Linked DNA regions of Mus musculus: region 2 is linked to region 1. Evidence: chromatin contacts called from public HiChIP or PLAC-seq data. All regions are on one chromosome and are shown on one strand. Each heading gives the region's core, a stretch centred on a gene start, on an enhancer-like site or on the middle of the called end of the contact. The rest is flanking DNA. Distances are from core to core; before and after follow the strand shown.

Region 1 (3,381 bases), core at 423-2,922:
GTGTGGTACTGTCACATGGCAGACAGGGAGACCCTTTTAAAATGAAGTGCTTCTAGACATCATTTGTCTTTAACCTCTTTAAGAGTACTCCTCTTACTCTCAGAAGAAGAAAAAAATCCCCATGTCCTGAATTCTGTGATCAAGCTTGCTTGTGACCCTGTCCCGGCTGCTGTCGTCAAGCTCATCTGTACACTTCCATTCCTAGGCAAGGGGCTTCTCCATCTCCTTTTTTGGACAGGACATTCCTTTGGTTGAGATATTTGTGTCGTGTCCTTTTCCCCCTTCTGATATCAGGTCATCATTTAGCTCCTTCCTACTTAGTCTAGTTACTTCTCTGTTGCTGTGATAAAATACTCTGGCCGAAAGCAAGTTAGGGAAGGAAAGGGTTTGTTAGGCTTATACTTCCAGGCCACCGTCCATCGTTGAGGGAAGCTAGGCCAGGAACTCAAGCAAGAACATAAGATAGAAACCAAGGAGACATTCTGCTTGCTGGCTAGTATGCTCAGGCCCATCCTCACCTTGGTCCTGACCTGCCCAGGAAATGGTACCACACACCGTGGGCTAGGCTCTCCTACATCCATTAGTAATCAAAGCAATCCCTCACAGACACACCCACAAAACAAACCAATAAAAAGATAATTATTGAAGCCTTTCACAGGTAATTCCAGGCAGCATCACGTCGATAGTCAATGCTAGCCAGGGCACACTGACATTTCACAGATCCTAAGAAAGCAGAAGTCAGGCTCCTTCCCAGTCCTTTGGATTGAAATCATCCATAAAACAAGACTGACTGCTGTGTGATACTTAAGCACATGAACGTCTGAGAAGTTATGGTCTAGGAATTGTCCACGCATGCTCACCTTAGGGGCCACCTCCATCCTGAGAACTCTTGGACCAACAGACTACCTGGTCTACGTCAGGTGCCTTTCTCTGATTTCTTACCATCATATATATTCTTTTCTCCATATTATATTTTTTACACTATACTATTGTGGGTTCTTCTATTCCTAGTACATAGTCTGGTTAGTATATATTAGGTATTCAAAAATTTTTTCTCTTGATAAATAAAAAGAAGCGTCAGACCAAACAAAAGCATAAGCAGACCATTGTTCCTTAGAAAACGTTTCTGCTGCCATTAAATTTCTCTTAAACCTTCTCCATTTCTGGTTCTTGCTACATGTTCCACTGTCAAGAGCTCAGATCAAGGACACTCAGGTCTCTCCATCTTCCCTCAGACCAATTGCTGGAGACCTTGAACAAATGGACCTTCCAGCATTTTACCTGGCTGTGCGTTCAGCTCAGCCACTAAATAAAAGCTGCGGTTGCTGATGGCCTTTTTGAAGGGTCCCAACGTCTTTAGAAGTCCTAGCTTCATTTTGCTGGGTTTCCTGCAGGAGCTCACCGTCTCGATTTGGGAGCATGAGCTGAGTGCTTGCCCAGACCTCTGTAAAAACCTCAAGCACACGGAGGAGGGAAAAGAGCAAGAGCTTGTGGAGAAGCCCAGGCACGTAGCCACTCAGAAACCTTGAACCATCAAATGTGGGTGTGACTTTCAGAAGCAAAACTAAAGGGCTACTAGCCAAATCTCAGCATGGCCAGGGGTTCTCTCCAGAGGCTGGCCAGCCCTCAGGGCAAAGAAAAACAAACAAAAGACACATTCTTTGGCCTCCTGAGTGAAACAAAGACCCCACTGAGAACCCTGAGAGAAGTAGTAAAAGCCACAGAAATGCCCCCCCTCCCCCGTCTGTGGAGCCGGCATCTGGTTTCAATGTAAACATCCTTCAAATGTTTCCAGAATGAATACACATTTGAATAACTGAGTACTAAAGGGACCCCTCCCCCAGGGATATGGACAGAAAATGCTCACACCATGAGTCCCCTTCACTTCTTAGACCTTTTGGTGTGTGTGTGGGGGGGGGGGTACACTATGCACAGAAAAGGCACTTGCAAACAAATGAAACAGAACTGCCTGCAAAATTCAGGGCTTCCTGGCTGGTATGTTTAGAAACATGCACATGAACTTCACACCTATATATATATATATTCTTTATTTACATTTCAAATGTTATCCCCTGTCCTGGTTTCCCCTGGTTTTCCCTGAAAACCCCTTATCCCCTTCCCTTCCCTCTGCTCACAAAACCACCCACTTTCACTTCCTGGCCCTACAATGGGACATAGAGCCTTCACAGGACCAAGTGCCTCTCCTCCCACTGATGACCAAAAAGGTCTTTCTCTGCTGCCTATGCAGCTGGAGCCATGAGTCCCACCATGTGTGCTCTTTGGTTGGTGGTTTAGTCCCTGGGAGCTCTGGGGGTACTGGTTAGTTCATATTGTTGTTCCTCTTATGGGGCTGTAAACCCCTTCAGCTCCTTGTGTCCTTTCTCTAGCTCCTCCATTGGGGACCCTGTGCTCAGTCCAATGGTTGGCTGCAAGCATCTACCTCAGTATTTGTCAGGCACTGGTAAAGCCTCTCAGCAGACAGCTATAACAGGCTCCTGTCAGCAAGCACTTGTTAACATCCACGATAGTGTCTCCGTTTGGTGACTGTATATGGGATGGATTCCAAGATGGGGCAGTCTCTGGATGGTCATACCTTCAGTCTCTGTTCCACACTTTGTCTCTGTATCTCCTTCCATGAGTAATTTGTTCCCCTTCTAAAAAGGACCGACATATCCACACTTCGGTCTTCCTTCTTACTGAGTTTCATGTGTTTTGTGAATTATATCTTGGATATTCCAAGCTTCTGGGCTGATACCCACTTATCAGTGAGTGTATAGCATGTGTATTCTTTTGTGATTGGGTTACCTCACTCAGGATGATATTTTCTAGTTCCATCTATTTGCCTACGAATTTCATAAATTCATTGTTTTTAATAGCTGAGTAGTACTCCATTGTGTAAATGTACCATATTTTCTGTATCCATTCCTCTGTTGAGGAACATCTGGATTGTTTCCAGCTGCTGGCTATTATAAATAAGACTGCTATGAACATAGTGGAGCATGTGTCCTTATTATATATTGGAATATCTTCTGGGTATATGCCCAGGAGTGGTATAGCTGGGTCTTCAAGTAGTACTATGTCCAATTTTCTGAGGAACTGCCACACTGATTTCCAGAGTGGTTGTACCAGCTTGCAATCCCACCAGCAATGGAAAAGTGTTCCTCTTTCTCCACATCCTCGCCAGCATCTGCTGTCACCGGAGTTTTCACACCTTAAGTAGATGGCTCAGCAAGAGGCAGAGATGAGGATCGGGTGGAGAGGGAAGGGTCCCTGGGTGCAATGGCTTCTGTCTTAGAGTGTTTGCTGCTTGAAATCCTCACGATGAACTGTGTAGCTCTGAGACTGGAGGGCAGACATCCAAAAATCAGTGGCCATGATACA
Region 2 (3,733 bases), core at 881-3,380, 110 kb before region 1:
CCAGCATCCTTGACCTGTATTGTTATTAGCCCAGAGAGCCAAGGTTATTTCTAATGAAGTTCAAAGGGAGGGGGCTCTGCCATAAGGCCTTTGGGAAAACAAACAAACAAACAAAAAGACCAAACAAAACAAAACACAAAAGCCTCAGCTTTGTGGTGAGTGGCTCTCTCTTACAAAGTCCCCAGAGGTGGTTTCTAATGTCCTTGAGTCAAAGCCAGAATCAGTCTGAAATCAAGGGCAATTGCTGTGCTCTTTAGTCTACTGCGTGCTATTGATTTTCCAGGCTTCGGTGCTAGAAACTGAATCTTCCAGTCTTTCTCCATGTACAGCAATCCTCCTTGTACAAAACAGCCATAGGGAATAAGCTTAGCATCTTTATAAGTTGTGTGTGGGCGTGGGTGAGTGAGGGTGGCCAGCATGCACACACTGCAGTGCTCCTTTCGAGTTTAGGAGACAATCTTTGGGGTGAGCCCTCGTCTATCATTATGGCTTTGGGGAATTGAGTCCAGGTTACCAGATCTGGCAACAAGTGCTTAGACCCACTGAGCTAGGAACTACTCCTTATTTGTGCCACAGAATCCAAATTTCTGGAATGAAGCCTATAGATTATTTTTTTTAAAAACTTCCCCAAGGTAAATTATACTGCCCAAGATTTGAGTAGTCTAGGTACATTCTCCCTCCCTTCCTTACCTCCCTCTGCTCTTCCCTCCCTCTCTTCTCCCATCCCTCCCTCCTGCCATCTCTCCCTCTCCTTTCCTCTCTTCCTCTCTCCTTCCATCCCTCCTTCCTTTGTCTTTCCTTCTCAGTAAGCTATCCTGAAAAATCTAATCACCACCACCACCAGTTCTGAAAGGCAGAAGACGTTCCATTCCAAGGCACCTCCATTGTATAAATAACATTGTGGGAGAAAGTGCAGCTAAAGTCCTGGAATTTCCTACACTGCTCTAGGCTGTGAACAATTTTTAAAAGCATATGATTTTATCTTTTCTTAATGTCTAGGGGAATGGTCATATCAAACCCAAGCCGTAAGTCTTCGTGCTTTATTTAAACCCTGTCGTATTCAGATTGACCCAATCATAAAGAAGCAAGACACTGCCTGAATTCTAGACACACTTGAGGGTCTGTGGGGCCACCACCCCTCTTCTTTCTCTAAACCAAATGACCCAAGTTAATTCTCATTTTTTTTCATATAGAAATTGCATGTTCTCTTTGATTACCATGCTCTATTCTTCCTTAAGTCTTTTTTTTTTTCTGATTTGTTTTGGTTTGTTTTGGTTTTGGGACAAGGTCTCACATAGTCCAGACTGCCTCAGATTCTCTAGGTGCAGAAAATGACCTACAGATGATCACCCTCCCAATTCCACCTACCAAGTGTTGAGAGCACTACTACACCTGTATGGTATGTATACAGGTATGAATACGTATGTATATGGCATGTATATGTATGAAGAACTCATGTATACATGTGCAGGACCTTCTTGGAGCCCTTGGAAGAGGTCGATGGCCAAGACAGAGGAAAGGAACCATGGTGGGCTGTAAGAGTGAGTGGCTAGGCTCTATTCTGGGGAGGCTTTGCCTGCTCCTGTCATGGTCTTGCCAGGCATTGAACTCGTGAACCCTGGATGTGTCCCAGGGTAAGCTGCATCCTATGGGCTACTGTGTATGAGCAAGGCTGTTGTGGGTACCTCCTCCTCCTCCAGACCTCCTGGCTGAGGACATCCTTCCTACTCTGGAATTTGATTTTGGTTTCCCTTCCTCTTGTCATCTCTCCCCTGTAGATTGAGCCACCAGACCTCCTGGCTGAGGACATCCTTTCTACTCTGGAATTTGATTTTAGTTTCCCTTCCTCTTACACATACATACCATGCGCACTACCATAACCAGTGTGCGTGGTGCTAGGGATCAAACCCAGGGTCTTGTGCTTGCCAGGCAAGTGCTCTACCAACTGAGCTGTAACCCAGTCTCTGTGAAGGGTGGATCTCATATGGCCTCTGCTGGCCTAGGGTGACCTTGCTTGATCCTTCTGCTTCCACTTCCAGGATACAGAGACTACAAAAAACCCATCACCATGCCTGGCTTACTTTAGCATTGGGAGACAGAACCACGTGTCCCTTTTAAGAGAATCTAATGCATTTCTTGGGAGTGACTCAGACCAGTGGGCGGAGAGCTAACGATCTGTGATCTGCAGAGCAATGTTTTGTTGCACAAATTCCCTTTTCACAGGGCACTGTGGCATCACTTCTGGGTTTCCTGTTCAATAAATATCTAGTTCTGGATGGGACCTCCAAATCTCTCCTCTTCTCTTTATTCCTTTCTCTCATTGCCTCTGCCCTGTTGCTTTGTGAGTTTCAATTCTTTCTTAGTTTTCTGAAGCTTCTTTTTTTTTTTTTTCAGTTCAACAGTCATGCTTGTGGATGATGGACATATTCACCCCTCATCTTTTTATGCTTCTCTTATTTGTGGTTTTCCCACCAAGAGTGGGTCATCTGTGTCCTCTCCTTGACTGGGCGTGGCTGCCAGAATGTTTAGAGGCTCACTTACGGACAGCTCTAAGTGTAGACCTTGTTTTTGCTCGGCTCTCTGGATCCTCTGTTATTGCCACAGAAAGATAATAAGAGCAGCCCGTTAGCCTGTTGGTGCGCAGAAAATAAAAGCAGATGCATCCCACCTACAGCTTAGAGCCATTTAGCTGAGCTCAGCCAAAGAGAGCAGAGTCCTGTAGCCCATCTTCAGACTTTGTCACACTGCAGAGAGCTTATGTGAACCATGAGCTCAACAGCTGTTCCGATAGTCCTCTGTGAGACAGAAGCGAACTGCGCCCAACCACAGGAAAGTATCTCCGGGGAATGGGTGTTCCTTACGGCATGAGGGATGGCAGCCCCTTTCTTCCCTTGGGACTGGGATGTAAAGACACAAAAGCCTTTAGAGGAGAAGCATGCCTAATCTGAAGGCCTAAAACTGGAAATGTTCCCACATCTGAATCTTCATGATCACAGACAGGCAGACCTCTCCAAGTCTTTCCTCCAATGGGTCAATGTGCAAAATTTGTTCCAAACGAAAAATTACTTTAAAATATTGTACAATGTTATCTACAGGTTATGTATAAGGTCTGTGTATGAAACAAACACATTTCATGATTCTATCCCCAAGGTGTCTCATTGTACACTGGCAGAGATTCTGAAATTAAAACAACTGCAAAGTCCCAAATGCAAACATCTCTGATTCTAAGCATGTTGCACAAGGGTGGCTCAATCTACAGGGGAGAGATGACAAGAGGAAGGGAAACCAAAATCAAATTCCAGAGTAGGAAGTATGTCCTCAGCCAGGAGGTCTGAAGGAGGAGGGGGTACCCACAACAGCCTTGCTCATACACAGTAGCCTATAGGATGCAGCTTACCCTGGGACACATCCAGGGCCCACGAGTTCAATGCCTGGCAAGACCATGACAGGAGCAGGCAAAGCCTCCCCAGACCCAGAGCCTAGCCACTCACTCTTACAGCCCACCATGGTTCCTTTCCTCTGTCTTGGCCATCGCCCTCTTCCAAGGGCTCCAAGAAGGTCCTGCACACGTATACATGAGCTCTTCATTCTCTTGATTCAAAACCACTTTTGATCTGCTCTGCAAGATCTGCTCTATTTTTTTCCTGTGGCTGACCATGCCCATTTGAACCCCCAACTCTTACAGCACACTCCTGTAGGCGTAGTTTCTGTGTACTGTGTAAAGGTCATCCTT

The links. HiChIP or PLAC-seq counts read pairs in DNA pulled down with a chosen protein or histone mark.
Region 2: a CTCF HiChIP or PLAC-seq map of the NIH/3T3 cell line shows a contact between it and region 1, with 10 read pairs. The contact joins two enhancer-like sites. A contact is called at or near these places in 1 of 15 datasets of contacts at CTCF or cohesin (the NIH/3T3 cell line), 2 of 484 Hi-C or Micro-C datasets (embryonic stem cells and muscle stem cells) and 1 of 115 datasets of contacts at active chromatin or transcription factors (bone marrow-derived dendritic cells).

What each region holds. Positions count from the first base shown.
Region 1 is chr4:57,542,247-57,545,627 of GRCm38.p6, reverse strand. It overlaps a transcript of Pakap not described here. Among named protein-coding and RNA genes, the nearest start is that of Pakap, 24 kb to the left of the region's middle. RefSeq lists an enhancer at 1-3,249. Within about 2 kb of position 1,672, at least 98 of the 459 cell types and tissues checked have an H3K27ac peak or open chromatin away from gene starts, as enhancers often do. A contact at or near this core is called in the NIH/3T3 cell line, where this site is marked.
Region 2 is chr4:57,650,783-57,654,515 of GRCm38.p6, reverse strand. The region is part of intron 4 of Pakap (paralemmin A kinase anchor protein); the gene reads right to left. Among named protein-coding and RNA genes, the nearest start is that of Gm52699, 30 kb to the right of the region's middle. Within about 2 kb of position 2,130, at least 38 of the 459 cell types and tissues checked have an H3K27ac peak or open chromatin away from gene starts, as enhancers often do. A contact at or near this core is called in the NIH/3T3 cell line, where this site is marked.